Linked DNA regions of Zea mays: region 2 is linked to region 1. A link is a contact called in public Hi-C data. All regions are on one chromosome and are shown on one strand. Each heading gives the region's core, a stretch centred on a gene start, on an enhancer-like site or on the middle of the called end of the contact. The rest is flanking DNA. Distances are from core to core; before and after follow the strand shown.

The links. A called contact is a pair of places that touch in the nucleus more often than the background predicts.
Region 2: a Hi-C map of ear shows a contact between it and region 1, with 2.5 times the contacts expected there. The contact joins the promoter of LOC103634483 here to the promoter of LOC100276530 in region 1. A contact is called at or near these places in 3 of 25 Hi-C or Micro-C datasets (ear, leaf and tassel).

What each region holds. Positions count from the first base shown.
Region 1 is chr1:42,977,921-42,981,317 of Zm-B73-REFERENCE-NAM-5.0, reverse strand. It overlaps LOC100276530, which reads right to left and starts at 1,733. Exons shown (of 6, transcript NM_001150296.2): 1 at 1,390-1,733. The coding sequence starts at 1,622.
Region 2 is chr1:43,188,591-43,191,987 of Zm-B73-REFERENCE-NAM-5.0, reverse strand. LOC103634483 (ecotropic viral integration site 5 protein homolog) reads right to left here and starts at 1,723. Exons shown (of 18, transcript XM_020546088.3): 1 at 1,270-1,723; 2 at 538-607; 3 at 1-448. The coding sequence starts at 1,304.

The DNA.
Region 1 (3,397 bases), core at 484-2,983:
TTGACAACTATGAATATATCATCTGGAAACTTGATCAGCCAAACAGGAATGATCAAAGTTTGGAGTATGCTCAAATAAACATGAAAGAGCAGAGGCTCTACGAAGCTTGGCACTTGAGTGCAAAGTTATGCTTGGTTTTGTGCAACTATTCAACCTTATCTAGAACTTACATGAAACCCTACACAGTGAATTGACAATATATATGTATGTAACTACCTCTAATTTAAGCACCCCAAAAGTATATGACACATATTTAACATTGCATAATGAAGTTACCCACGTCATATGCAATAAAGAGTTCAATAACAACACATCATCATTTTATTACCTAGATTCTTAACACAAGTAAGAAAACTAAGGGCCTTTTTGGCATGGTTTTCATCAGCTCTGGCTTGCCATTCTCAGTTCAAACCGTTTTTCTCTCTCTCACTGAAATAAACTAGGAGCCAATGGAACTGTAGCACGAGCCTGAGCCAACGGAAACCATGCCAGACAGGCACTAATCTAGCACACTCAGATCTGAGATCTGACTATCACCGAGGTTAGAAACATCAAACCAAAAGTTAAACTTCTTTAAAAACTAGTAGTAGTCCATAGTCTTGATGGCTCAAATCTAAACATATGGCTTAATTAGATAGACAATATACCAGTAAGCTCCATTTGGGGACTTGTGTTTTTCTTGCAAAACCAAACCATGTAATTGTTTTTCCTTTGATGTTTAACAGAGTAGATTAAAACTAGAAGAAAAACAGACTGGTACACTTTGAATTTTTATTTACTAGGTTTTGCATCTAACTGTCCACAATTTTGTGTGGGGATCTAAAGACTGGGCACCAATGAATTGAATTAAGTACCTAAATCTTTTGAACTTCTAATTGAATATCCTACACAACAAACACAGAAACGATGGATGGAAATCAAGGGTGAAAATTCAATATACAGGCAGTATCAAGGGGGCACATGGCCTACAAAATTAGAAAGGCTCAAAGGTATCAACAATCAAGTGACTTAGTTATAAACTGCATGAAACACTTAAACAATAAAACATCATTCATGCAAGGACCTAACTGCTTAGGTCCTGAAATGCACTGGCATCTCTATGAAGAGAAGCAACAATTGGACACCTCATCAAATAATGCAGAGCACAGAATTGCTGCAACATCACCCACGGGACTAGATCTTTTCTATGTACTTTACCTAAAAGCCTACAGTGTTGCAATTCAACACACCCAATGACCAAGACATGCATGCTGCAGTATTGCACTACATCTATATTGTTAGGAGATTACCTACATATTGTGCTTGAAAAGAACACTTCTCAACATGAACTTAGGATTTGTTAGGACAAATCCTCTAAGCCCTAGGAAAGGGGATCCACAAAACACTTACCTCTCGGCGCGACTGCTGCGCTTTTCCTCCTCTGACATCAGTACTGGCATCCCAAACCGCTCCGCGCGGCGCATCTTCTTCTCTAGATCCGTGGCCCCGGCCACTGCGGTTGCAGCAGCGTTAGGGTTTTGTGCCGGTGTTGAAGAAGCCGCGCCCGGAGCCGCCTCTCCGGTGGCTGCAACCTCCGGCGGAGGCGCGGCGGTGTCCGCGGTCTTGGAGCTCTGAGATGCCATCACCAACGGAGAGGGAGGGAGCTCGGCAGGGAGGTCGTGGTCTGGTGATGTTGAGAGGAATTTCCTTTTTCTTTTTGTGCTCGTCGCTGCAACGCTGCTGCTCTTTCCTTTGCCCTTTACCTTCGTGGACCTGCCCTTTGCGGTCGGTCGCGGCACGCCGCTTCACGGGAACATGCCTTTTGGGTTGGGATAGTACACATAAATGGGCCTTAGTTGGGCCTGGTTTCTGGACTCTTTAATGTTCATCATTTCTTAGTTTGAAAACATAAATCTCCTTGAATCTCCTTATTTTTTCGGCTAGTTTAGAATCGAAGGTGATTTGAGTTTCTAAGCTAACTCTTTAGGATGAGCAATCCCTTCGCGTGATATTTGAATACGATATTTAGTATTTGTGACTGTTTTCTCTCTCTAGGTTTATCCCCTTCTCCCAGACTAGTCATAATAGGGGTTTTATAGGCTAACACTGAAACTACCTGGGGGTTTAGAGTTTCTATAAAAGAAAACATACCCCTTCATAATAAAGAGATAGAGTTCTCCTACATATGTCTTGTATTACTACTTCGTTATCTGACTGGGCACCTTCCATAACTGACGGGCACTAGACCACTCCGATGCACTCGCAGACAGAAGGCAACCAGGGTCTTCTAAATGGAGCTTCAGTGTATCCTATGGTCTTCCAAATGGAGCTTCAGTGTATCCTATGGTCTTCCAAATGGAGCTTCAGTGTATCCTATGTCCCTTGGGGCTATAAAAGGACCCCTAGGCGCCATGGAGCAGTACCCAAGCACCCTTTGAGCACTGAAAGGGAAATAGTCTCAATATTTCCTATAATCGATTTTGGTGTTTGACGACCATCACAAACCTTGTGGACTAACCAGTTTGCCCAATTAATCATTTCACAAGTGCATAAGTTCATCTACAACTATTCTAAATTGACTGTCTGGCTTTTTGGAAAAACATCTATGTGCGGACCGTCCTGGCCCCTGCGGCGGACCGTCCTCGGCACCAAGGTGACCCTCGGACAGGAACACTGCAAAAACACAAGTCTACACTACGGACCGTCCAATGGAGAAGCGAGCACCGTTCGAGACCAAGCGTGGACCGTCCGGTCTCAGGCGCGGACCGTCCGGTCGGTGAAAACCAGGAAAAACCCGAAGGTGACGGGTTCGGTAAAATGTATTTTTAGCGTCCTCGTGGACCGTCCGGGGTGCACGACCGGACCGTCCGCGACTGTCGTACCTGACATCTGACGATACATTTAATGCATAGTAGTCGTTGATATAGCCGTTATATTTCTTTGGTTGATTTGTTTTCCCCTCTCTCTCGGACTCGGTTTTTATTCTAAGGCTAACCCCGGCTTATAGTGTGTTTAAAGTTATAAATTTCAGTTTCCGCCTATCCACCCCCTCTAGGCGACTTACAAACACATTACAACTCTAAATCTCTGCGACCACGATGTTGAATTGTTAGAAAGAGATTTGAGTGCGTTCTTGAGATGTAACTCTATCGTTTTGTTTCGTGCGCTCTCTCTTTTACTTGTGTGTGTTGTTGTTGCGTTGTGCTCTTGCTTGTGTCTCTACTCCTGTCTTTACTCTAGTTTTTTATTCCAATCACTTGTGTAAGGTGTGAGAGACTCCTATTTGTGGAGATTCCTTACAACGGGATATTGATATAAGGAAGACTGATGTGGTACTCAAGTTTGATCTTTGGATCACTTGAGAGGAGTTGAGTGCAAGCCTTGACCAAAGAAGGTCACCACAACGTGGAGTAGGCAT
Region 2 (3,397 bases), core at 474-2,973, 210 kb before region 1:
CCATGTTGCCATTATTCTCTTCTTCCAATTCTTCTGAGCTTCCATTCAAATCTTTTAGTTCTTCAAAGTCCCCATTTGTTTCCATCAAGCCCTCTAAGGCTTTGATTGCTTCTGTAGAGCTGCTGCTACCAGTCTTCTCTTGCAGTTTGTCCAAGTTAGTTACATCTTTCAGATCTTCTGATTTACCATTTGCTTCTCGTGATTCAGCACTGGCATCGGATTCCTTTGGGCTTTCCAAGTTGTTGTTATGTTCTGCATTCTCAGATCCCTCCTCTTCATCATCACAATGTATTCCGATGCCGCTATTCTCTTGTGCCTGTCCTGCACCTGACGCAGGATCCCCGGTAGATGCATATGGTGAAACGCTGGGTGTAGTGGGCACATTCGCTGCATCAGCCAACCTGTCCAAGAAGTCTCTCCATCTGTGCGCCCTCTCCTCCTCCTCTTCCTAACAAACAATCCTCAAAAGGCAAAATAAAAAATCTGCCATAAACAGACAAGGAACATCATTTCCAGCACGGTAAAATAAATTACTACCTTGTAAATCTTGGCGTACTCGCGGAAACGCTGCAGATGCTGTGGCCGCACCGCGAAACCATAAGCGTCCCTGCGCCAAACCTCAGGACCATCAACCACAGCTCCCGGAGGGAACCCCAACAAAGGCATTCCCCCCCTCCTCAGGCCAATATGAAAACAAGGAACGGAGAACAAGAGACCATAGCAGAGAAAAGGAGGCAGGCGAAATGGGCAAAGGGACCCGCCTTTTTGTGGGATTTACCGTGGGGACTCGGCGTCCATGGGGATCAGCGCGCATTAAAGAAGAAGCGACAGCGCGACCTCGCCACCGCACGCCATGGATTGACCAAAGCCATAAACCCTAGCCCGCACGGGCCCCGAGATCCACGCACATGGGAGGAGGAATTCTGGAGAGGAAGGGAATCAGGATTGCAACGGGTCGTGGCAAGACCGGGTGAAGCCACGCGCGCTGGCGTTAACTGCGCTGCCGCGGCGCACGAGGAATGCCCATGCGCGAGGCGACGAAGAGGAATTGAATTGGAGAAAAAGGGGGCAGCGCAGATTGGGGACGGCGAAGAGGAGACAGAGAGAAGAAGAAAAAAAAAGGTCATTTTGCGTCGACGCTAGAGCACCGGAGCACGTGGCGCGCGGCACGACGATTTCGCGCACGCCCGCGGGCGCGCTTTTGCCCTGCCTCCTGCATGGATTTCAATTGAAGAAGACACGGGAGTATGGTATGGTACTTATACGAACCTCTTGTACTCGAAGTCCAAGGCCGCGGCGCCCATGGCCGCCGCCGCGCGGCTCCCGGCACGCGCCGTGGTGGCCGGTCGGAGCGCAGAGACTCGTCGAACGCCTCGTGCCTACCGGCGCAGCGTCGTAGCCCGAGTAGGAGCAAGGAGGACGGCGGAGAGCTTTGAATGGGTCTGGACTCTGGAAAGTAATCGCCTGGTTTTGACCTGGAAACTAATTGGTCAAAATGGACAAATGATGCTTTATAATCGATCGATGGTTCTTCATCAGAGAAAAAATGCATCAGGCACGCTGGTAGCTTTAATCATGGCAGGGTACCGATCGTGCGTGCTATTCCGGTGTGGCTGTGTCAGGTCCCAGCTCCCAAGCTTTGGTCCTAGCTCGTCAGGTGGTTCGGTGAGGAAGGGATGTTTCTGTGGCCAGTGGGACCAGAGGGATTGGACCACCACTGATCAAGTGTTCTTGTACTGTGGCTCTGTTTGGATCCTTCAAGCCCGGCTAGAGCTAGAGCTAGTTTCTAGCTCTAACTCTAGCCCAAACTAGCTCTAGCCCTCTACATGTTTGGATCCAAGGGCTAGTTTACAATAAACCTTTCCTTATCCGGATTTAGTGTGGCAAACTCTTGTGTGGCTTCTCCCACACACAAATAACACAAATAAATTTATTTTCACAAATCAAACATCCAAATCACAATTTAATTTCTGCATACAAATGTGATGTCCCATACGAACATACAAGTCCTTAATCAATATTAAAAAAATTACACTCCATGAAACAAAGCATGAGCTAATTCATCACGGAAGGCATTCATGTTGACATCTTCAACAAGAGGTTCGTCTTCTGGCCATGTTGATGCTGCAGAACTAGGCATTGGGTTATAATTTTCATCGGCATCACATGCTTCGAATTCTCGATCCGCAATTCTACTCTCTCGAATAAAATTGTGAAGAGGCATACATGCAACAATAATTCTAGTTTGCTTGTCCTCTGGAAATCTTTGCATGTTCAACAAAATCCTAAACTTCATCTTCAACACTCCAAAACTTCTTTCTATCACATTTCTAACTTTGGCATGTGCATGGTTGAAGACTTCTTTCATACCTTGGGGCGGTGGGCCGTTATGCCATTGCTCGACATGGTACCTTGTACACCGGTATGGTGAAAGGTATCCCGGACGATTTGGGTAACCCGCATCAACCACATAATACTTGCCTACATATTTTGAAAGGTAAACGATAAGACTTAGATGAACTAGTTTAATTGGTTTAAAATTGTTGCAAGAAAGGTGAAGTAAGAAAACCTGGTGGTGGATGTGGAAATTTGTGGTGATGAGTAGTTATGGCATCTTTGAAAACTCTCATGTCATGTGCTGAACCAGGCCATCCCGACAACACAAAGGTAAATCTCATGTCAAAATCACAAACAGCATGCACATTTTGACTGGTCTCATTGTGCCTGTTCAAATATGGAATCCTCTTACTCTTATCAACCACAACCTTGATATGTGTCCCATCGATAGCTCCTATGCAATCGTTGAACTTTGGCCAAAATGCTGGATTCTCTAAATTTGGGTGCATCTCTGCAAATGTTGGGTCCTTGGGTGCAATGTTGTCATGTGCTAACTTCAGGAGGCATGTCAAAACTCTGCTAAATGTCCTACTTACTGTCTCCATAGACCTCCTAAAACGGTTGTCAGCCTGTCTAACTGCCTGTGAGCCTCCAACAATCCATAAAAACATAGCAAGAGCCTCTACAGATGTCAATTTTTTAGTGGATTTCAACCCATATCTACGGACCAAAGTATTATGCAGTCTATAAAATAAAGGCCTCTCAACCCTAAACATGTTGTAACATTGGGTATCTCTTGCTAGTGTCTCTTGCACCCATTCCAAACCAGAATCCCCAGCGACCCTTTTAGGTAGTTTCAGGAAGTAGTTATCAGAGTACATACCCAAGATAGGAACCAACAGCACAATCATTTTTTGTTGTTGCACCAAATTGTTGTGACACCTGGATATAATTTCATCCTCACTTGAGCTGCCTCCATCGACTACTTCTTCGTCATACATGATACCATCATCATCTTCCTGCTTCAACACATTTAACAAACTATAAGGACGTTGCATAA